Linked DNA regions of Ovis aries: all the other regions are linked to region 2. The links are chromatin contacts, called in public Hi-C maps. All regions are on one chromosome and are shown on one strand. The core of a region is the stretch at or near the end of the contact, and the rest is flanking DNA. Distances in the headings are between cores, read along the strand shown. Region 1 holds the start of LOC121819515 (putative HTLV-1-related endogenous sequence). Region 2 overlaps TBXAS1 (thromboxane A synthase 1). Region 3 holds the start of HIPK2 (homeodomain interacting protein kinase 2).

What was found. Hi-C and Micro-C count contacts between places; a contact is called where the count stands out from the background.
Region 1: a contact with region 2 is called in a Hi-C map of liver, with 2.9 times the contacts expected there. The contact joins the promoter of LOC121819515 here to the enhancer-like site in region 2. A contact is called at or near these places in 7 of 16 Hi-C or Micro-C datasets (blood, hypothalamus, liver and 3 more).
Region 3: a Hi-C map of liver shows a contact between it and region 2, with 5 times the contacts expected there. The contact joins the promoter of HIPK2 here to the enhancer-like site in region 2. A contact is called at or near these places in 6 of 16 Hi-C or Micro-C datasets (blood, hypothalamus, liver and 2 more).

What each region holds. Positions count from the first base shown.
Region 1 is chr4:104,726,932-104,731,537 of ARS-UI_Ramb_v3.0, forward strand. It overlaps LOC121819515 (putative HTLV-1-related endogenous sequence), which reads right to left and starts at 1,764. Exons shown (of 3, transcript XM_042249313.1): 1 at 1,718-1,764. The coding sequence starts at 1,764. TBXAS1 (thromboxane A synthase 1) reads left to right here and starts at 3,022. Exons shown (of 12, transcript XM_060414898.1): 1 at 3,022-3,251. The coding sequence starts at 3,163.
Region 2 is chr4:104,882,535-104,886,835 of ARS-UI_Ramb_v3.0, forward strand. All of the region lies in intron 8 of TBXAS1 (thromboxane A synthase 1), which reads left to right. Among named protein-coding and RNA genes, the nearest start is that of PARP12, 62 kb to the right of the region's middle. Within about 2 kb of position 1,322, at least 10 of the 54 cell types and tissues checked have an H3K27ac peak or open chromatin away from gene starts, as enhancers often do. A contact at or near this core is called in hypothalamus and liver, where this site is marked.
Region 3 is chr4:104,676,342-104,680,669 of ARS-UI_Ramb_v3.0, forward strand. It overlaps HIPK2 (homeodomain interacting protein kinase 2), which reads right to left and starts at 2,090. Exons shown (of 15, transcript XM_027968868.3): 1 at 1,918-2,090. The coding sequence starts at 1,936. LOC121819515 (putative HTLV-1-related endogenous sequence) reads right to left here. Exons shown (of 3, transcript XM_042249313.1): 2 at 2,428-2,625; 3 at 1,958-2,309. The coding sequence ends at 1,958.

The sequences.
Region 1 (4,606 bases), core at 514-3,013, 160 kb before region 2:
ACCATGGGGTCACAAAGGGTCGGACACGACTGAGCGAATAAACTCAGCGCATGAATGAGAGGAACTGGTGTCTCTAGAGGAAGTGACCACCCGTCGGGACATCCCTGAGCTGACTGCCAACAGCAAAGCCATCTCCGTGAACTGAGCAGGGCCTATGACAGGTCCATCAAAGCCATCCCCATGGGAAGGGCAGGGCTTGTGACAGTCCCACAGCCCCATAGCAGGATGGGAGGCATGTCTTCTAGATGCAAAGTCTGAGAAGAGCTGAGGGTCCACCCTGGTCTCTGTCCCCAGGTACCATCACTTTCTCTTTCTGGATTTCCGTTTCTTCCTCCGTAAATAAGAGCCCGGCTTGGTCAATGTTTCTCCAAGCACATTTCTAAGAGTACAACATCCAGACTGTGTTCATACATGTCCTTTAAGAGGGCTTCTGTGGTCTAACGCACTCGAGGAATGCCACTCTCTGCACCCCACTGTTGGAGAGTCACCGTGCATGTCGGTAGGTTTGAGTCTCCAAGAGGTCTTACGTAAATAAACTTATGTATCAACTCACTCCAATATTCTTGTCTGGAAAATTCTATGGACAGAGGAGCCTGGCAGGCTACAGTCCACAGGGTTGCAGAGTCGGACACAACTGAGTGACTGAGCATACACGCACACAGTACTGGTCACATGGGACGAGAGACATAGAGTACGGAGAGAGGACAGGACATCCCAAAGGGCTTGGCTGGGACATGGGGCACTGGTCCAGATAGGTGTAGCCGTTGGAGGACACCTGAGTAGAGATGCAAAACAAGCAGGCAGGTCAAATTGTTAGAGAATAGGGAAGATGCTTGGAAGGAAGCCATTTGGTATTTGCATGGCTCACTCTCTTATTCGGGGCTGTCGCTCATCAGCGCATCTGGATTTAACTACCATTTGCATATTGGTGCCTTGAATGATGGACTATCACCTTTTGATAAAGAGTATGGGCTTTGGAGTCATACCTCCCATGCCTCAGTTTCTACTTCTCTAAAGTGGGATTAATAATAAGCATTGCCTCCTAGAGTAGCTTATGAGGATTAAGTGAGCTAATATATCTGAATGTTCTTAGACTAGTATCTAGCACATAGTAAGTACTCCATAAATGGTACTGTCAGTATTAAGGATTATTATTTGTATCTGCAGCCGAGATTCCTCTCTGACTTGACAGCTCCACTCCAGTGTCTCTCAGACATCTCAAAAGCATCAAAACCCAACTTTTGACCCCAACAGTACCCCCATCTTTCCCTAGCCTTCTTCATCTCGGTGAAGGGCTCTCCCTCAAGTCAGGAACATGGGGATCAGACATGCCGCCTCGCTCCCCTTCTGTCTTCCTCCAATTCACCAGGAAATTCTGCAGAGTCTGTCCCCAGAATAGATTTCAAACTCATCTACTTCTCTCCTCCTCTCATCCCTACTCTAGTCTGAGCAGCCTCCTCTCAAGACGAACAAAATCATCTTCCAAGCGGCTCCCTGCTTCTCTTTCCATGAATTCTTCACGCACAGCCAGAACAACTCTTACAAACAGAAATATGACCCCACTAAACTGCTAAGTGGCACATAAAATGAAGCCCTGGCTGCTTGCTGCGGCTCTGAGCTGTCTGGCCTCTGCGGAGTCTCCTCCTTTCCCAGCTGCTCCTCCAGCTGGCCCGCTGGCCTCTCTCCAGTTCCCACAACAAGGGGAGTTTGCTCTCACCTGACAGCCTTTATCTGGTCACCTTTTGGCCCGAAGGCTTTGCCCATGGCGCTTTACCTGGTGTCTCCCCCTTACCCGAGCCTCTTGGCTTTGAGTTGTCCTCCCCAGATTTCCCCCCACACTCTCCTAATGGGTTATCCCAGTTATTCCCAGTCACAGCCCTGTGTTCATGGCCTTCCCAATGCTGTTCTCAACATGCAATTTATCTACTTGTTTATTGTCTGTCTGTCCCCAGAGAAAATTCTCCAGAGCCCAGTGCTTCTACTTTCCAGGCACTGAAAACTCAGCATACAGCCTGGCCCCTCGACCCACGATGAATGAACAAAAGACTGTCATGATGAGTGAATGGTTTCCTCTCTGATACACCCTTCCTGTTACTAAAGGTGTCACCAGCTGATTAATAAGCAAAAAATAATCCAGTCCACCTTAGTCAGATAAGCTCAGAGATAGAACAAAGGGCCTTTATACAAACCTACAGGTACACTTTTAGGCATTTAAGAAATCCTCCAACTCATGATGAGAGGGCTGACACGAGGCAAGATCCTTAGGCATCGAGCAGGGACCCCACTGAACCCCTAGGGGCCAGGGGACCCCATGGACTAAATGACCTTGAAAAGTGAAAGCACAAATTGCTCAGTTGTATCCGACTCTTTGTGACCCCATGGACTTTACAGTCCATGGAATTCTCCAGGCCAGAATACAGAAGTGGGTAGCTTTCCCTTCTCCAGGAAACCCAGGGATCTTCCCAACCCAGGTCTCCCACATTGCAGGCAGATTCTTTACCAGCTGAGCCACAAGGGAAGCCTGAGAATACTGGAGTGGGTAGCCTATCCCTTCTCCAGGGGATCTTCCTGACCCAGGAATTGAACCGGGGTCTCCTGCATTGCAGGCGGATTCTCTACCAATTAAACTATTAGGGAATCCCAAACGACCTTAGTGGGATGGATGTCCTCAGTGCAGCTGGCATTTTTCATCAGTCTGATGTCTGGCCTTGAATTTTTCTGGGACATTCAGTTTCCTGACCCATATGAGCATTTAATAACAAATTAATTTTTTTTTTTAAGCGTGTTCTTTCTTTAAGGAGTACTTGTCACGATAGAATTCTATGGTTGCAGCCATTCTCTTTCCCAGCAGACCCTGGGTCAGGTCTGCTGCTGCTTCTTCCCAGGGAAGTTAGCGTAAATGTTTATTGGCAGTACAGTCATCAAGAAAATAAAGTTGCTGATTCATTGCCTCACAATGAAACCCTTTGTTTTTCCCTCCTCTTCCTTCCTCTTTATAAGGAGACACTTCTGAGAAAGGGTACACTTCGGGGACCCATATCTTGGGATATTTTCTTGGTTGCCTATGTCTTCTGTCTGCAGACTGTGGGTTCCTGTAACAGCTGGGGGATCAGCCTTCCTCTTTCCTCGGCAGTATCACCCCTCTAGGGTCTCTGAGGAACAATGGAAGTCTTAGGGTTCTTCGGGCTGGAAGTGAGTGGCCCCATGGTGACGGTGGCCCTGTCCGTGGTCTTCTTGGCCCTCCTGAAATGGTAAGTGCAGCCAGTATGTCCCAACCATGGTGACATTGTCAGAAATAGCAGTCACAGAGCCATGCTGGAACCAGGGTGGGGTCTGTGGGAGTGTGTTTTTCTTCCCCTTTAATCTGCAGGGAGTTGAGTATTAACACAGCTTCAGAATTAAAAGCAAACAGCCAGGTTAATCTTTTGCTCTAATGCATGTGATGGAGGTGTCAGGAAAGGCTGGTGATTCAGTGACTGAGAACGCCACACATGATTAACTTTGAAAGAGAGGGAGAAAGCAACAGATTGGCAAGGTTTGGGCAGAAGTATTTCCTTGCATCCCCGTCCTATCTCCCCAGGCTGGATTTACAGCAGATTCAGCCTCTTGGTTCTGATGACGTTAAAAGCAAAAAAAAAAAAAAAGGAAAAAAGATAAAGGAGCTGTCCGGCGATGTGGTCTGACGACGTGCATGGGAAAGTCACTGCAAAGGGATTTCTGTAGGCTTAAAGATAAAGAGGTGGAACTAATTTCCTTGTTTTCTAATATTTGATAGAAAGGGATGAATGTAGTGTGTGCAGTGCCACCAAGTCTGAGACCTGGGAGGATCTCAAATTTAAACTGGAAATAACTCCCCCTGATCTTGTTAATTCAACAGAAGGTTTTCTGAAGTCTGACTTAATCAGAGACTGGATGTGAGGCCCCACAATATGCTTCATTTATGCATATTCACCTTGTCAGTGAAAGTTATTAAAATTACCCACTCCATCAAAAGCACCTGGATTTAGGCAGCTCTGGTTTTTGAGGGGAAAGTGGAAAAAATAATGGAGAGTTTGAGTTTGAACAGAATTTCAATTTACGTTTCTGGTAGTAATAAAGCCTCCTCTCGATTAATAACTGGGAAAGCACTTTGAAAAGCATCAAGCATTATGCAAATGTGAGGTATTATTCTTTTGGAATTTGCATAGCTGAAAATGGAATTCACGTTTGATGTTCTATGATGATGAAATTACTTCTTGGAAATTGGCTCTGAAACCCAGCTTCAGTCCCAGTGCTGTTTTGCTTTCTAACTGGTTTAATTATCTTTTGAACTTTTCTCAGTGTGGCTTATCTTGCCTTGAAACCAGCCACATGCAAACCCAGGAGCAAGTGGTGCGCTCCCTCCCCGACCCTGCTCCATCCTTCCATCCATCTCAGTGTGTTTCTGCTCAGAGATGGACTTAACACAGTGCCTGATATGTTCTGGGTGCTTAGTAGATATCAGCCAGTATCATTAACTATCATTCAATGTGACCTAAACACAGAGGGAAATAAGTCTTTTGTGCTTCAGGTGTATTTAAATTTTCTCATTAATATGCTTATTAATATTAATTTCTCATCAACAGTT
Region 2 (4,301 bases), core at 72-2,571:
CCTTGGTGACTGGCCCAAGGCCAGGGCTGCTGGGCAATGGACGCAGGGCAGAATCCCTGGCGGGACAGGATGACCACCCTGAGGCCTGGCCCAGGCCAGCCAGAGAGGCTGCAGGGGCATCCTCGTGGGGTGAGAGGCAGATTGATTGTAAGGGCTCTCCCAGTGCTTAACTCTGGTAACCTGGCCTGTGTTACAGGCTTTGAGGGGAGTGGGTACCCTTGGGGATCCAGTTTTAACATTATCTCTTGGAAACCCAAATGCTTAAAGTGCTTCCTGGCTTAAAATACTCTGCTCAGATCCCACTCCCCGCAAGTGCCCCAACACTCCAGGCCAAGCAGACCCCCTCAGCCCTTGCCAGCGCAGACAGAGGGTCTGAGCCGGCCGAGGGGGACAGCCCAGGGCTGACTAGTGCAAATCTCAGCCCCAGCTCCCCAGGCTCTTCCCTGCAAGGCCTTCGCTTCTATTTAAACATCTGGGCCGAGCTCACCAACTTTTTCTTCCAAGGAAAACCACTTCCTTGACTAAACTTTCCTTTCTTTCTCTTTTACTTCAAATAAATTCTACTCCCACCCCCATTAAAAAAAATTTTTTTTTTAATTTGGCTGCCCAGGGTCTTAGTTGAGACATGTGGGACCTAGTTCCCTGACCAGGGATCGAACCTGGAACTCCTGTGTCAGGAGCGTGGAGTCTTAGCCACTAGAACACCAGGGAAGCCCCCCACCCCCATTTTTTTAATGTGTCCTTTTTTTTTTTCTAGATGGAAAAGAAAAACATGCCACCTCTTCCATTTCATTTCCCCCACCATGATCCATGCCTGCTGCATTTCGTTCAAGTCTGCCCCAGACCTGGGTGTCCTGTACAGAGGCCCTTCTGTCTTCTGTGCCTGGAGCTCTGCTCTCTAGCCTCCAAGACATCCCAGAACAGCCCCCCTCCCACTCAGCCAGCCTAACACAACCATTTCAGATTCTTTCACGCATCTCAGAGTCTTTACATAGGCTGTTCCACGCTCTATTGTTATTTAAATTTCTATCTACTACCTTAATTTCTTATGAAGGAAAACTTTAAGCTATATAAGTTGGAAGAAAAGCTAAGTGAACCCCTGTGTACCCATCACTCAGCTTCAACAAGTGTCAACGGCGGTCATTTCGGTTCCCCCGCCCTCCCCTACTCTGCCATTTTCTTTTTTGGTTTTTAAATCCCGGACATCCTCTCACGTTTTTCGTCTCTATTGTGAAGAATTTGGATTCAAGACTGCTGAGGTCCTTTTGGGTTCAGTTTGAGCAGAAGCGCAGGTTCCCTCCCGGGGAGTCCCCATTTGCCATACGCTTGCTGCCCTCTGCTGGCCGGGCTGGCTCAGGACACCTCCGCCCCAGGAGGCGCGGCGCGGGGGTGGGGAGGGGGTGGGCGGTGGTGCGGCGTGGGAACCAGGTTCTAAGGGGTGAAGGGGAGTCTGAATGGGTGGGTGGGGACTGCCTCGCCTGGGTTTGGTTAAAAAGCTGAGACCTGAGCGCCCCCCTTCAACCACATCCGTACATCCATGCAGAAAAGATCACTAGGGCAGGTCAGATAGTCTGCAGCGGTCTCACCCCCTTGCATGCACGACACCAGCATCCAGGCCCCACCCTGGACCAACAGTCAAACCCCTGAGGGGCCAGGGATCAAACATCCTTATAAACTAAAAGCCTCCGGGCTGTGTCTAACGTTCAAGCGTGTCAAGAACTGCTGGGCCAACACGCTGATGTCCGTATGCATCTTGAGCCCAAAGCTAAGAAATAGTGATTTTTAAAAAAAAGCTCATGGGGAAAAGAATAAATGAAGACTTGACCTCACAATACAAATTACTCTTGGCCTATCTTAAAAAGTTCCCTTCCGAGTGCTGACAGCTTCCGGCCAGACACTTTGGTTGAGTAACCAATACCATGGCCTTGCTAGGGATGCTACTCCTAAGTCTGGTTTCCTTTTCTTTTTTGAGATATAGTTCTACATTTGGGTGAACAGTACCACTGTTCTGTTTTGGCTTTTTACATGTCTGCATTTGTTAAGACTCCTTTCTTTGCAGATAACAGAATTCGGCTGTCACTAAGTTAGGTCAAAAATGAGAACTTGCTGGAAGGGTACTGAGACGCCACCCACAGGGCTCCTTGCCAGGAGCAGATGGCAAACAGGACACAAGGAAATGGACTCTGTCCTTTGCCTGTGGTTCTCTGCACATCTAATTCATTGCTTCTTTCTCATGGCAAACGTGTTTACTGCTCATTAATCCGCATGGCGGTACATGGCCACCAAGAGATCATGACTCACCTGTGTTCAGCTTCCAGCTGCTGGAGAAAAACTCCTTTTTCCTCTGCCTAGGTCCAAAAGTCCAGGCAGACACTTTCACGTCAGAGCCCCACTCGTGAGCCAATCAACGGTGGCCTGCAGGGCTGACTATGTAATTTGTCCAACCTGACGCCAAATGGAAAAAAGCAAGGGAAAGTGCCGTTAACGGTACATAGAAAGGCTCTTCCTTTCTTCTCCCATCTCTCAAATTATCACAGTGTGTTTTATTTTCTATTTAACACCAGTCTAAGTAAAGAAAACTCTAAATTTTAAATTATCAGTGTGAATTTTACCACTCATCTCTGGATCACGCAATGCCACTTTTAAATGGTAATATCAGAGCATTTAACTCACATGCAGAACCACTGAAATTACGTAACTAGTATTTTGTGACTCATGGGCCAGAAGAGATAAAGACAAACCAAAGTCCTCAAGATTGGAAGGAAGATGAGGGGGTGCGCCAGGTTCCCCCAGAGTGTGGGGGTACAAGATGAGTTGAGAGAGTCAGGAGCCTGGGATCTCGGCCCCACTTCCAGCCACCAAGCCCGCCTACAGGATGGCACCCCAAGACCCTGCGGCAGGGTCTAGGCAAGATGAGCCAGGTGTCCCTCCTTCCCAGATCCAGCCCCCAAACCCACAATAGGCTGTCACTCGCCAAAGATCTTTAAACTCCTGTGCCAGGAAACATGCAGTATTAGACCAGGAGTGGGCAGAGGCTTGCCCAGGCCAACACACAGCCACAATGCTGCCTGCCCAGGGCAGGGATGGCCAACACCATGCCCACTCCAAGATGCTTCAGGGTGACAGCACCCATGCCTACCTTCACACCTGAGCCTAGGCCCCTGAGGAATGGAGGGCAATGGTGGTCAAAGGGAAAGCAGAGAAGGGTGGCCAGGCTGGGCCCAGGGCACCAGGGGCAGGAAAGCAGACAGCTGAGAACCCGCCCTGGGGAAGAAGCCAAGGTGGGAGGCCTCATGGGTGAGGCTCCAGGCCCCAGTGCCTGCTCCAGTATCCCCTCTGACTCTGCTCCCTAAACACAAATTCAAAGATATGGTGACTAAGAATCTCCCCAGGGGACTCCCCTGGCAGTCCAGAGTTAAGACTTCACCTTCCAACGCAAGGGGTGTGGATTCCCTCCCTGGTCTGGAAGCTAAGATCCCACATGCCTCAACAGCCAGAAAAAAAAAAATCAAAATATAAAATAGAAATAGTATTGTGACAAATTCAATAAAAATTAAAAAAAAAAAAAAAAGAAGAAGAATCTCCACTTGGGAACCACAGAGTATTAAACCCCAAGCATTAGAGCCCCTTTCCCCAGCCATGTGTGTATCGGGCGGCCCTGGTGGCCTGGGATGGAGGTAGAAGTGTGGGGTCAGGAGACAACCTTCTAAAGAAACAGTTCTCAGAAATGAAGACGGAGAATGTTGGGAAAGCCAACTGTTTTCATTTTTGCCTTTCAAATTTGTAAACATTAGGCTGCACATGTTTTCAGCAACTTGACTTTGTGTGTGTGTGTGTGTGTGTGTGTCTGTGTGTGTGTGTGTGTCTGTGTGTGTGTTAGTCACCCAGTCGTGTCCAACTCTTTGTGATCCTGTGGACTGTAGCCCACCCAGCTCCTCTGTCCACGGAATTTTCCAGGCGAGAATACTCGAGTAGGTTGCTATTCTCTCCTCCAGGGGATCTTCCCGACCCAGGGATCCAACAGGGGTCTCCCTTGTTGCAGACAGACGCTTCACCATCTCAGCCACCACGGACATTTTTCACTCAGCAGTAGTTTATGCACTAATGGCCACCGTATATTGAACAGCTATAGTCTTTAACAGATTAGCTACGGTATTTACCATGGACTTCAGAACTCCTCATGTTCTGGCCCGTCACTCTCCCCTCTGCCTGTCTGCGCCTTGCACACTAAGCATTTAGTGCTTGCACATTTGCTTCCGCCAGCCTGGTCCCCTCCCTCATGGGGACTGCCTATTGGCCTT
Region 3 (4,328 bases), core at 840-3,339, 210 kb before region 2:
ACAGGAGGGGAACAGCACGGTTCCCAGGACGGCTTTCTACAAAGTTGACAAAATACCTCCCAACCCACATACCCAGCCCCTTGAGAAAGGGAAAGCAGCCTGTTTTACTATAGTTCTGAATTCAATGCCAAGTTCCTTCTCCAATGCTCACCCGGAGTGTCCAGCAGAGGGAGTCTCAAAGAGGTACTTAATAAAGAGAAAATTGTTTCATTTTAACACTCCATAGACAGTGGGAGCATTGACTGTAGCCCCCTCCCAGAGACTCAGAGGAACAATGAATGCCCGACTGGGTCCTCCTAGTATGTTCACAGAGCCACCGGGCTGGCTCCATTCTGTGTGGTGGAGTGATCAGAAATTTTGTTTTGTTTTGTTGAATGGTTAAATGGACCTTGTGTTCTTCAGAATCAAAGAGGAAAGCCCCTGGAATAACATCTCTCTGTTGCCTTCTAAACAGGCCCCTTTGTTTCTAAGAGAGTCTGAAAAAAAATATTTACAGTCCATAGGTTATTTACAGCCTCGTTACCCAGCCTGACTGGTAACTTTATTCCATCCAGAAACCTAATTCATTTGGAGCTCTGGAACTAATAACAGATTTTCTTTTCAGATAAGTTTTGTTTTTTTTTTTCTAATCTGCCTTTATAACAGAGATAAAACTATTAATGCGTTCCCTGTCTCACTGGCCACGACTGTTCTCCGGATTTATAGAGGATTAAAACCTCGCCCCTCCTCTTCATTCCGCACAAACCCTTGCCTCCTCTCATTTGCTATTTCATCCACAGGGTATCTGAACAAAACCGAAAGAAAGCCAGATGGACTGACGCTCAAAGTATGTAAAGGCTGCTACTTCAATGATTTCATGAGAAAGACATTTTCACGAGGAAAATGACTGAAAAAAAAAATCAAACACCCTTTGGTTCAAAATCCCTCCTACTACAAGCACACACACACACACACAAAACACACATCGAAGTGTAAAAACTTAGTTGATTCCGGTTTGATTTCTGGCTGGAAACTGACAGAACTGACTGAAGAGAAACGAAAGAGGGACTGCAGGGGAAACGGAGTATTTCTGCCTTCCGTTCTTGTCTTTCTTCCTAAAGACAGACGAGAAAAAGGACCCGACGCCAGGTGAAGGTGCACCGCGCAGGTTTACCCAGACCGGCGGAGACCAGCGTCTTGGCCGCCTCCCCGACTGGCAAACCCAAACTACATTTTCCCTTACACACGCTAATGCGGGGAGATTTTCGCCTATTTCATTGTTCTGCCTGGCTCTGAAATGGACTTTTCCTCTCTGCCCCCCTCTCATCACCTAGCCCCGCACATTCCGATCCGACAGCCCCCCAAAATCTGAGGCTCGCGAAGAATAAAGGAGTGTGTGTTTGTGTGTGTGTGTTGCGGGGGGTGGGGGGGGGGGGGAGTGGAGGGAAACGGGAAGGGAGCTGGGAGGACGGAGAGTGGAAACAGATCACCCTAAAGGTAATTTTCTTTAGGGTGTGGGGGGGGTGGAGATGGAAAGCTACACCGCATCACCTTTATTTCTTACAAATAAATAAAAAGCACCGTCACGGGTCTGTCTTTTTTCCTGGCGCCCCCTCCCACCCAATTTCTTTTCTTCGGCCAGTAGCCCACCCTCGCACACCCCCCACCCCACCCCCCGCCTCTTTCTCCATCCTGGAAATAAGATCTGTTTGATTCCGGATCCCGGCCGATCGCCGGGCGACCGAGGGGGTGGCGGGGAGGGGGGCGGGCGACCGGTTCGAGCCCCGGGGGTGGGGCGCGGGGACCCGGCGCCGGGGGGCTGCGGGCCGGGGGTGGGGAGGTGCTGCCCGGCGCGGGGCCGCGGGCAGAACAAAGCTCCGGGGGCCGGGCGGCCGGGCGGCCGGGGGTCGGCGGAGTCGGCGGGCGGGCGCCGCTTACCTTCGTACACGGGGGCCATCGGGGCCGGGGTGTCCGCGATTCATGGCAACGGAGAAGGGATCGCGGCGCGCGAGCTCGGCCCCCCCAGCCTCAGTCGGAATCTGCCATCTTGAGCCTGTGTCTCCGCTCTCGGCGCAGCCGGGGCCGCCAGCGCCCGCATCACCGCCTCACTTGGCCGGCGCCGGGGGAGGGGGCCGGGCGCCGCCGCCGCCGCCGCCGCCGCGGCCCGGGCCCTGCGCGGGGCTCCCGGGGGCTCCGGGGGGCGGCCGGGCGGGCGCAGCGGCCGAGGCCGAGGGCCGAGCGGCCGCGGCCCCCGAGCGGGTCCGCGGTGGGGCGGGAGCCGGGGCGGGCAGCGCGCGGCCAGTCCCCGGCCGGGGCTCAGCTCAGCATGGCTGTGTGTGTTGGGGAGGGGGGCGCTCCGGCAAAAGTTGCACGGGAGGCGGGGGAGGGGCGGGAGGAGCCGGGGGAGGGGCGGGGGGCGGGGGCCGGGGGCGGGAGCGGCGGCCGAGCGCGAGCGACGAGCGAGCCCGGAGCCAGGAGTCCGCGCGCAATCGAGCGCCGATGGCACGGATGCGAGGCGGGGAAGGCCGAGCGCAGGGCAGGAGCGGCCGGGCTGGTGCGGGGAGGCGGTGGGTGGGGGGCGGATCCCGGGAAGCCGGGGAGGTTAGGCGGCTCCGCCGGGCGGCGGTGCACGCGCTTTGGTTCTGACTGGCAAGGGGGAGCCGGTCCGCGGGGGTGGCACCAGAACTTTGTGTGCATGCGAGCTGGGCGGGAGGGGAACCGACTGGAAGGGAAGCCTCGGCCGCCGACGGCTCGCCCTTTCTCGCACCTGGTTGGCGCTCCCCGAGATGGGTTTGGAATGAATGAATGAATGGAGGAGTGGGCGCACGCGGTCCTCCCCGGACTCTCGAGTGAGTGGAGGAGCTTTGGAAGCCCAAATGAGGTCAGAGATGCGGGAGCCATTCGGCGCACGCTTATGAAATGCAGCCTTCGGATGTTCGCTGGATTCCTGCGGGAATCTGGTTTCCGCCCCCATCCTCAGGTCTACGAGGTCTGGAGGGTTAATCCCCAACCCCTATCACCTAGACGAGTGGTTGCCACCGATTGTTTCCCAGGCCTCTGCCTTCCTCAACGCTCTGCCTCACAGAGCTTCAGACGCGCTCCAGACTCCCCGAGGCTTGCCAGTCCCCTCCTGCAGCTAGTCTTGGGTTCTTTGATGGGATGCCTGCCATCGCCCCCAACTTAAGACCTGATCTTACTCTTAGGCAGGGTTTTTAAAACTGTGGGTCGTGACGCAGTAATTGATCATAACAGACATTCAGTGGACGGCAACCAACTTTTTAAAATAATGAAATGTACTAGAATAGAAAGTATTAGATGCCACTGCCCTTAGAATAATTGTTTCATAAACCCTTTGTTTCAGTTATATATACTAGACAACTGCACTGGACCAGGATACAAGTTGTATTTCCTGCTATGGGTCATGGGTCCAAAAAAAAAAAAGTTTAAAGTCTGTATTTGGGGGATGTAAAATAATGAACAAATGATTATTTTCCTGCCACCTCTTACTTATCCTTCCCCATCTCCACGCCCTGTGACAAACCCCGTCTGAAAAAAACCTCCAAAGACAAGCCCTTTTATACACTCACCTTGTTTTGTTAGGAGCACATCATTCCCCCTTTGCCACTGATGACCTTTGACTCTGCTGTCTTCCTTGTCCCCATATTTAATGCTACACTTTGCACTGCTTCTCTGAGCCTAATGTCATTCTGATTTGCAGAATCCTTGACTACCACTGCTGAAGGGGCTCTAGAAATCATCTGGGCCAGCCATGCCCTTTTAGAACTGAAAGGATGAGGCCCAGGGAAATGAAGTATATTGTCCAGTGATACACAGTGTTAAATCTTGGGGTTCAGTATGGAGATTCCTTTTAAAACTAAAGATTAGAACTACTGTATGATCCAGCAATCCCACTCATGGGTGTATATCTGGAGATAAACCATAACTGAAAAAAATACATGCACCACAGTGTTCATTGCAGTGCTATTCATAATAGTCAAGACACTGAATCAACCTAAATGTCCGTCAACAGAAGAATGGATAAAAATGTGGCACATATATACAATGGAATATTACTCAGCCATAAAAAGAATGAAATAATGCCAGTGGCAGCAATGTGGATGGATCTAGACATTATCATACAGAGTGAAGTAAGTCAGAGAGAAGGACAAATATCATATGATGTCACTCATATGTAGAATCTAATTTTTTAAATGATATAGATGAACTTATTTACAATAAAAGAAACATTTACAGATATTGAAAACAAACTTTTGGACATATACACACAAATATACATAAGATAACCAACAAGGACCTACTGTATAACACAGGGAACTCTACTTAATATT